Linked DNA regions of Mus musculus: region 1 is linked to region 2. The links are chromatin contacts, called in public Hi-C maps. All regions are on one chromosome and are shown on one strand. The core of a region is the stretch at or near the end of the contact, and the rest is flanking DNA. Distances in the headings are between cores, read along the strand shown.

What was found. A called contact is a pair of places that touch in the nucleus more often than the background predicts.
Region 1: a Hi-C map of the N1E-115 cell line shows a contact between it and region 2, with 5 times the contacts expected there. The contact joins two enhancer-like sites. A contact is called at or near these places in 1 of 15 datasets of contacts at CTCF or cohesin (the NIH/3T3 cell line) and 2 of 484 Hi-C or Micro-C datasets (the N1E-115 cell line and cortical neurons).

The regions. Positions count from the first base shown.
Region 1 is chr6:135,293,398-135,298,054 of GRCm38.p6, forward strand. The region is part of intron 3 of Gm36640 (a long non-coding RNA gene); the gene reads left to right. Among named protein-coding and RNA genes, the nearest start is that of Pbp2, 15 kb to the right of the region's middle. Within about 2 kb of position 2,659, at least 142 of the 459 cell types and tissues checked have an H3K27ac peak or open chromatin away from gene starts, as enhancers often do. A contact at or near this core is called in the N1E-115 cell line and cortical neurons, where this site is marked.
Region 2 is chr6:135,084,995-135,089,966 of GRCm38.p6, forward strand. No RefSeq gene overlaps it. Among named protein-coding and RNA genes, the nearest start is that of Gprc5a, 22 kb to the left of the region's middle. Within about 2 kb of position 3,012, at least 105 of the 459 cell types and tissues checked have an H3K27ac peak or open chromatin away from gene starts, as enhancers often do. A contact at or near this core is called in the N1E-115 cell line and cortical neurons, where this site is marked.

The sequences.
Region 1 (4,657 bases), core at 1,409-3,908, 210 kb after region 2:
TCCAGAGGGGGAAGACTCTTAGACCCAGGGCACCGGTAGGTGTGACACATGGCGTAGTCTGGGGGAGGCACACCCCTGTAATTTCAGAATTGTTGAGCTTCTCTTTGCCTGGCTGGCTTTGTCTTACAAGTGTCAGGTTCTATCATCAGGAGCCATCTTTCTGGGTGACACATGGTGAGATAAGTCTACCCATTGTGGGACACATTTATATGAGTTCTGTTGTGCCTCTTAGGACAGTTGGCTTATCTGGGGAAGATGCTTATAGCAGGCTCAGTCATCTTCAACTCAGATACCAGAGACAAGAGCAAGTTCTTAGGGAGGCCAGCACGACCGTCAAAAATGAGCTGGGGCTGGTGGTTGCTCATGCCCGTAACTCCAGCACTTGGAATACGGAGGCAGGAGGATTTCTGAGAGTTTGAGGCTCAGCTGGGTTACATAGTAAGTTCCAAGGCAGCCTGACCACAGAATGAGATCTTACATCATAAAATGATCCCCCACACCTCCCACTCCTATAAGTAAGCCTAATTAAACTCACAGTTCACCAGTGATAATGATAATAATAAATTAATAAAAAAATCAGAAGACATGAAAATAGAATATGGAGTGATAGGGAAGAGGAAGGAGACTGATTATCGGGATGAGAGGAGGGTGGGAGATGACCAAAATATATTATATATACATATGTATATGTATATACACATGAAAATATATCTTAATGAAACCTCTTATCATGTATAATTAATATCCATCTTTTTTTTTGTGAGACAAGTCCTGTCAATATAACCCTGGCTGTCTTGGAATTCACTATGTAGACTAGGCTGCCCTTGAACTCACGGAGATCCCCTTGCCTCTGGAGTGCTGATATTAGAGGCGTATACCACCACACCTAGCTTAATATACGTCAACGTGAAACTCAAAACAAATGAACAGAAAACCAGACAAGCATTTCTGTTGGCATTCTGCCCTTCTTAAACACGGAGAGGCCCTTCAGACTCCAGCTTGACTGGATACACTTATCAGATCTTCAGCAAACTAGAATAAATGGTGGAGGACTTCAGAAACCATGGCAAGAAGCTAGCAGCTTCACCGTGAGGCAGGATTCAGGAGGGTTGAAAAGCACAAAGAGGAATGTAAGAGACAAAGAGAATACCCCAGATCCTCCAAACTCAGGGGCTTGTTGATTTTCTTTACCAAAGTTCAATCTTGGATATTATAAACATTTGTTCCACAAACAGAGTAGGAGCCAGCATCTTTCATGTGCATGCTCACCTGCTTATTCCACCTGTACCCTCCACCTGCACACCCCACCTGCATACTCTACCTGCATACTCCACCTACACACCCCACCTGCACACCCCACCTGCACATCCCACCTGCACTCTCCACCTGCACCCTCCACCTGCACACTCCATCTGCACACCCCACCTTCACACCCCACCTGCATATTCTACCTGCATACTCTACCTGCACGTTCCCCCAGGCCCTTGGGTACAGAGTTGTGTCCTCACAAAGGGTAATGAATTAAGCTGCCTAAACTTCGCTTAGCAAAGCAGAGAATAACACTGTATATTTAGAAAGAGTTCCATAAAAAAAAATGAAGAAGACTTAAAAGATTTGAACAGAAGATATAATCTCCATGAATTTAGAGTACGCAATAGCTCTTTCTCCACAAGCCCTAACAAACAAGGCATCAGTTACATTAGCATGACATGGTTATTAATTTTAAATCAAGAACAGTGTGCACATGTGTTATTGTCTGAAGACACAGATGTCTGCCTCACCCTTTAATTATTGCCAGCTCCTGTGTGTAGCACTATGTATTTTAGCTCAGTTAATACAGCCTGTGCTTCTTGCAGTGGGAAGACTGGGCACGGGCTTAACTGGGTTTGGTGACTGGAGGTGGCATGTTTGAGGCAGAAGGAAAGACAGAGAATGGGGAGGCACACGACCCTTTATTTTCTCTTCAGCTTCTCACAGGGCGAGCCTCATCTTGCCAGCTTCTCTCCACACCCTCCCTCCGGCTTCTCATGTGTGAAAATAAAGGTCCAAGAGGACTAGGTTTAATGGAATTAGAGAGGAGGGTGGAGCTGCCTGGGAATGTACTGAGCATTTAAAATAAAACAAAATGAAATGCCTCTTGGTTGCCAGAACAGGAAATTTCTGCCCAACTGGAAGGGCTGGTTGCTGGAACTGGAGTCCTCCAGGGGCCTTTGTGGAAGGGGCGGAGGCATGGCTGAGAGATGGTTTCTGGGGTATTCACACCTTCTACAGACAGGCTGGGGACTGAGTCAGGTACCAGGGGGCTCAGGGCAGTGAGCTCCGTCTGACTCATGCCAGGGATGAGGTCAGAACGTGGCCACCTTCCGGCAGGCACAAGAGGTCAATTGAACAGAACAGCTGACACAGAACCCAAATCAACCCAGAGCCAGCACCTCGCCTCGCTGGCGTAAGACTTTCAGTTATGTAAGATGGACAGACGGACCGATGGACAAGTAGACAACTTCGTTACTCTCCTCTTACAGATAACAAGACATGGTTTTGATATTGCTAGCTATTTTTTATTTATCTTTTGAATGCATAATTAAAACACAACTACCCACCCTGACCTGGAACCTCTCCCATAGTCAGATCCAAGGTGATTAATCAGATGCTAAAATTGGGAGAAACGCTGCATCATACCTGCATTCCTTTGCCCATTGAGTGTCAACATTCTCCATCAACTGAACATAAATATTTACTTATTTTCTTAGTGAAGGATTGGCTATTTTCCCGTTCTTCCTTTATTTCCCCTTAATAAGGAAGGACATATGCAGAAGCTTACAGCTGGACAGGCTTTTCCTCGAGGAGGCAGCCGTCCAGTTATAAGGAAGACGGACACGACTTCCTCAGGATCCCCTCCAGGCACGGGCTCTGTTCCCTGGCTCTGAGCACTCCTTGGTGGCGAGTCTGGAGCTGGCTCTAGGTACTGTGGCGTTGGAGGACTGAGATGGTGGAAAGGGGACAGTGGCTTTACCTTCTCCTACCTAGCCTTGTGCCTGTAAACCCGGTCTTGAGGGTGGGGGCGGGGAGGAGTCGGACAGATCCCTAGAGCTTGCGGAGCAGCCTTTGCTGCTTGCCTGTTTATGGGTCCACGGACTCCCACCCACGCATGCGCAATATACCATGCGCACACTCCGGCTAAGGCAGAAAAAGGAGAAGTCCGTCACATGGCTGGGCGGAGGAGCCTCATCCTGTCAGGGATTTAGTCCAGTGTCAGCATGTATAGCGAGAAGGCTGCTCTTCCAAACCCATGAGTGAAGTTTGGATAACTTTTCCCTCTGAATTTCAGCAAGAACTGCCTTTTAAAATTGTATTTATTTATTGGCGTTATTATTTGGACCCCTAAGACAGGGTCTGACTAGGTAGCCAGGCTGGCCTTGAATTCAACCACAATCCTCCTGTTTCATATTAGGAGTGCTGGGGTTGCTGGCGTAGGGCATGGAAGCAGTTGGATGGAGGAGAACCGGAAGAGGCTGGGGGAAGGAAGGGGAAAGTAAAATAAGTAGTTTATGTAAATTAAAAAAATGTATAAAACTAAATTTTAAAAATTTTAAATTAAAAAAATAGAATACGATTATTTTGTAGGGCTGGAGAGATGGCTCAGTGGATAAGAGCAACTCACTGCTCTTCCAAAGGTCCTGAGTTCAATTCCCAGCAACCACATGGTGGCTCACAGTCATCTGTAAAGGGATCTGATGCCCTCTTTTGGTGTGTCTGGAAACAGCTACAGTGTACTCATATAAATAAAATAAATCTTTAAAAAAAGATGTATTCTGTAGAAATGGAAATAAGAATGCTTCTCTTCTTTTCTGGAACTGTCTTTTTACTGAGCACTTGAAGTTAAATTCATTTCAGTTAGATTCGAAGCATGTAAGATGCTAGCCTGAAGCTTGCTTGAACATGTAGTTGTTTAGAAACAGAGAGAAAAGCCGTTACTGTCTGAGGAAATCTGGAAGGCTTCACTATGGAGGTGTCATTTGAATTGATGCAGGCTGGGGGTGTACTTTTTTTTCTGTTTAATTCATCAATTAGTTACTTGAGAGACAGGGTCTCACTGTGGAGCCCCGGCTGGTCTGGTCTGAAATTCATCGTGTGGACTAGGCTGAGAACAAACTCAGAGATCTGCTAGCCTCTGCTTCCCCTGTGCTGGGATTAAAAGTGTATGGCACTACACCTTGCAGGCTGAGCTTTCTAAACACAGGGAGCAGCCGGCAGACTTATTCAGGGAGTGATCTGGAGTTTGTGTTGGCTTGGAGGATGAAGGTAGTGGAAGCCATGCTGGACTTGAAGCACATCACACGGCTGGCACAGAGAAGAGAGATCGGGACCGCTGCCCAACCTCCCTTCTTTGAACCACTCCCTTCTCTCCCCTTCTAACTACTTCCTGAAATGGCCAGATGTGCTCTCTTCAAAAGTGCCTTGCTGGCTTCCATGTCTGTTTTCTAGCCAAAGACAAGGGCAGGCTTCTGTTTCCCGAGCCTCTTCCCACTGAAGCATCAGCAAGGAACCTGGAGACGTGGAATCCCGCCTAATCTCTCCATGGACGTGGGTTACACAGTCTTGTATTTCGGCTCAGTAGTGAGTTCGTGGTTTGGCTGTTCCCAGAAACCCTTGCATG
Region 2 (4,972 bases), core at 1,762-4,261:
CCGGGCCAGAGAACTGGCAGCGTGGCTTACCTGTAATCTCCTGCTGAGGCAGGAGGATTGCCATGATTTCTGAGGCCAGTCTGAACTACAGAGTAAGACTTTGTCTCAACAACAACAACAATAAAAACAAACAAAGCCACAGAAAAGCGAGTTAGGGCTGTGAAGAAGTGTGGGTATTCACAGCTCGGGTATTGATAGCTCATAAAGGCTGGCAGGCTGCACTTTCATTTGCCTGGTTGTTTTTTTTTTTTTTTTTTACTGATTGAAGACAGAATGACAGAGTTGGTGAGAACCTGAATTCAATCTCCGGATCTGCATAGTGGAGCGAGAGCAGATTCCTGAGGTAAGTCCTTCTAGACTCGCCTAGTCTTTCTCAAGAACCCAGTGGGGTTTCTTGTGAGGAAAAAAAAATTATATATATAGTCTTAGTTGGGGCTTCATTGCTGTGAAGAATGAAGAATGCTGTCACCAAGGCAACTCTGACAAAGGCAGACATGTAATTGGGGCTGGCTTATGGTTTCAGAGATTCAATCAATTATTTTTTTTTTAAAGATTTATTTTATTAATATATGTAAGTACACTGTAGCTGTCTTCAGACACTCCAGAAGAGGGAGTCAGATCTTGTTGGGGATGGTTGTGAGCCACCATGTGGTTGCTGGGATTTGAACTCTGGACCTTCGGAAGAGCAACCGGGTGCTCTTACCCACTGAGCCATCTCACCAGCCCAGATTCAATCAATTATTATCATGGCAGAGAAACATGGCAGTGTGCAGGCAGACATGGTGCTGGAGAACAAGCTGAGAGTTTTACATCTCCATCCGGAGGCAGCAGGAGATGGTCTGCCACACTGGCTGTAGCTTGAGCATAGGTGACTTCAAAGCCTACCCCCACAGCAAAACACTTCCTCCAAGGCCTTGCTTACTGCAACAGGGCCACACCTCCTAATAGTGCCACTCCCTATGGCCAAGTATTTAAACACATGATGTTCCTAGCCAGGCATGGTGGCTCTCACTTTTCTAATGCTCTGGAGGCTGAGGTAGGGAGACTACCATGATTTTAAGACCCAGCTTAGGCTACAGTGTAAGGACCCTGTGCCATGACTCCTCACTAAATGTATATTCATGTTTTAATCTCACAACACAAAAATCAACACAATGGAGCTCTGAATTCAAAAGGTGTGGATCTTCCTCTGCACCATCAAGCCAGCAGTATCACAGTGGAAGCCCGGGAAGTGACCTGTGATTTAACTCAAATCTTACACCATCTACCTGGAGACAATATCACATCCCATGGATTGAGAGAGCCCAGAATTCCAAACGGATCACCATCACTTGTTTATCAGTCTGGTCCCTGGGTGCTAGATCTGTGTTTCTAATTTCTCTGCTATAAACTGGGTGTTCTCACCCTTTCCTGTCAGGACTGACTCCCAGGAGTCGGGGAAATGTCTCTGCATTTGTTATAAAGGCTGCTGCAAAGGATACAGATGAGATCTACAGGCTAGCCATGGGAGAAGCTTCTGACCTTATGACTCTATGTGCACCATCCACCAGGGCAGGCCAAGCACGTAGCCTCCTGAAGCGTTTTGGATTGTGTCTGAGTTTGTATGGAGTTGGTGTGCCTAGCAGGACTGCAGATAGATGTGTGTGTGTATGTGTGTGTGTGTGTGTGTGAGAGAGAGAGAGAGACAGAGACAGAGACAGAGACAGAGAGAGACAGACAGAGACAGAGAGACAGACCCTGCAAGGCTTGTGTATTCCTCTCTCTCTCTGGCCCAAGATGACTTGGAATTCACCATGTAGCCCACGTTGGCTTGTGGCCATCCTGCCTCAGTCTGCTAACTGGGAATTAAGGTCATCGTGACTAGCAACTTCCGGGCTCTTAGGTCTTCCGTTCTTCGTTCTTCACTGGAAGGTATCAGATTACCTCTGGATAAGGAGACTGAAGACCTGCTACCTGCTCCTCCTTTTTGGGGATAGTGTTTAGCTCTGTATGGGGGCCTCAAACTCAAGGGGATATGCTTGCCTCTGTCTCCTGAACTCTGGGACTAAAGGTATGTCTCTTGAGACAAAGTCTCATGGAGCCTAGGGTGGCCTCCAACCCTATGAAGCTGAGGCTGGTATGGCCATTCTGCTCCCACCTCCCCTGAAGGGCATAGAATGTTCTGGGCCCATCTTGTCGTTAAGGGAGGAGCCTTGCCAGGGTTTCTTTCTTTTTTTTTTTTTCTTTTTTTTTTAAGATTTATTTATTTATTATATGTAAGTACACTGTAGCTGTCTTCAGACACACCAGAAGAGGGAGTCAGATCTCGTTACGGATGGTTGTGAGCCACCATGTGGTTGCTGGGATTTGAACTCTGGACCTTCGGAAGAGCAGTCGGGTGCTCTAACCCACTGAGCCATCTCACCAGCCCGTTGCCAGGGTTTCTATACCTATGGCTGTTGAGACACCGAGGAGGACCTGGGAATGGCACCATCTCTGTCTCTGGAGAGCTTTGGCCAAGAGATTAAATGGTCCCCCAAGTGGAAAGATGGTCACAACATTCTGAGTGCGTGCCCTTTCTGGTAACAGAAGACTGCCTCTGCAAAGTGCTGGTCTTTCCCATGGCCCGTTGTCACTTCTGTTCATTTATAAGCTCTTTGCGTCAAGGGCTAGAAGTTCCACGTTTGAGAATTACTATACGGAAGAGGACTTCAATCTCATCTCCGCCCATAGGAAAGTAGAATGCGAAGACTCAGTCCAGGCTGGCCCTTGGCCAGTGTCAGTTGATTGATGTCTGGAGGCAAAGTGCCACTCTTTGAACTAAACGGTTAATGATGAATCAATGCGCAAGCCCAGCAGCCTTCTCTCTTTTTTTTAATCACGTGTGAAATAGACTTAGGGTCCCACCTTTCCGAACCAAAGTTGCCATACCCGGCTTCTCCACTAGATGGCAGGAAGACCTCAGCGTTCAACCCTGGGGAGCCTAAATACAGCATCTCCTGGCTTAAGGCCCCATTCTGGTTGAGGGCACAAGATTGTGAGCAGGACCGAGGGAGGCGTGCCTCAGAGCTGCCCCTTCCCCTAACCTTTAAAGCCACTTCCCGTCTCCTTTGCCCTTATTTTTTTTGTGTGTGAACTTCTCCAAGGTTTCCCAGCCCGTTTGCACGCAACCTGGCATCATTACATGTAACGTCTCACGGACTGATCTTATGAATGTCATCTGGTATTTATGTGGTGAGAACATTGGCTCTCGGTCAAAACCAGAAGTACAAGCTGGCCCTGGAGATCCAGGAGCCCCCTCCGCCCTCCCACTCGCTCCGTGTTTCCTTCCGTTCTGGGCTTACTGTTGCTGAGCACTGAATGCCCTGTTGGGCTTTTTTGATTTCCTGACTACTTTCTTTTGTTGCTGCCAGGGTTTTGCATGGTCACTGATATCCCAGCCTCAGCCTCAAATGGAGCGTTGCTTCAGAAAATCCTAACTGTTTACCTCTGAGCACCGGGGAATCTGGACTTTAGCTTGTAGGTTGCTGTCTTTGTGTGTTAAACATTTTAACTAATTAATTAATCAATCAATTAATTAATCAATCAATTAATTAACTAATTAATTAATTATGTGTGGGTTCCTGTGCATGTGTGTAGAGGTCACTTCTCTCTTCCCACCACACAGGTTCTAGAGACTGAAGTCAGGCCCAGACTTGCATCTCTCCCTGCTGAGCTATTGCCTGTTTCCTTTTCTTTTCCTTCTTTTACATGAAAGGTTTTATTATATGCGTGCTTTTATCTGTGTACGTGTATCACATGTATGCCCTCAGGGAAAGAAAGGGACCGGTCCTTTAGGGGTGAATTACAACCAGTTGTAAGCTGCCTTGTGAATGCTGGGAACGGAACTCAGGTCTTCTGTGAGAATAGCCAGTGTTCTTAGCTCTTGAGCCCCCCCCCCCTCTCTCTGACAGGATCTTATATAGCTTGTGTTAGCCTCAAAGTCACTTTGTAGGCAAGGTCCTTCTACCTCCGCCTCCCAAGAAGTAGGACCACAGGTGTATATAGCACCATGTCTGGCTTGCTTTTGGAATGTGTGTGTGTGTGTGTGTGTGTGAACCTCTACCTATATGCATGTATGGAGGTCAGAAGGAGACACTGAGTGTTTCTGTTCTATCACCCTCTGCCTTATTTCTTGGAGACAGGGTCTCTCACTGTAGCTAGAGCTAGGCTAGCAAGCCCTGGCGATCTTCCCTGACAAGGCAGAGGCTACAGGTACATGTGTAACCACAATGTTTTACTTGGGTCTTGGGTATTTGAACATAAGTTCTCATGCTTGCATAGCAAGCATACTTACTTACTGAGCCAGGTGTGAGGCAGGGTTTGATGCTGTATCCCAGGCTAGCCTGGTACTACATATCCCAGGCTGGCCTTTCACTCTCAGGACTCCTGTTCCGGCCTCCCAGGTATCCCTTACAGGCCTGCATCTGCATGTCTGGCTCTAGAACCCTTTGTCTTCAGGGCAGATAATGCTTTGGCCTCCCTGGATTCTGCTGATGTTCCATAGATGGCTGGGTTTGGGTAGCAAGTCACTGGTGCCTGACCCTGCAACTCCCCAAATACCTACAGAGTTGCCCATTCCTTGGAGAGGAACATCTCTGGACCTAAAACTCTGTGGTTTAAGGAGGTCGCAGAGACTGTCTGGTTGGTGTCTCTGCAGCCTTCATTTAACAGGAAACTCAGGGAAGCACGATGGAGCAGATACAGTAAGGATTGTATCGCTGGTTCTTGGCTCTCTCTGCTGTCAATCCCTGATCAATTCTACAACTGTTTTTAAAGGGAGCATTTGGTCAAAGAAACAAAGCCTGAGTATGATCACCCATATTTTCAGGATTCCTCTGATTCTCCTTCTTCAAATCAGGAGCCCTCTCCTGGCCTCTCTCCTGGTCTTCTCGCCCTGTCTGGCATGGAAGCCGCAGGGAGGCACTGGTGGGAACTGCCTTTCTGATTTGTC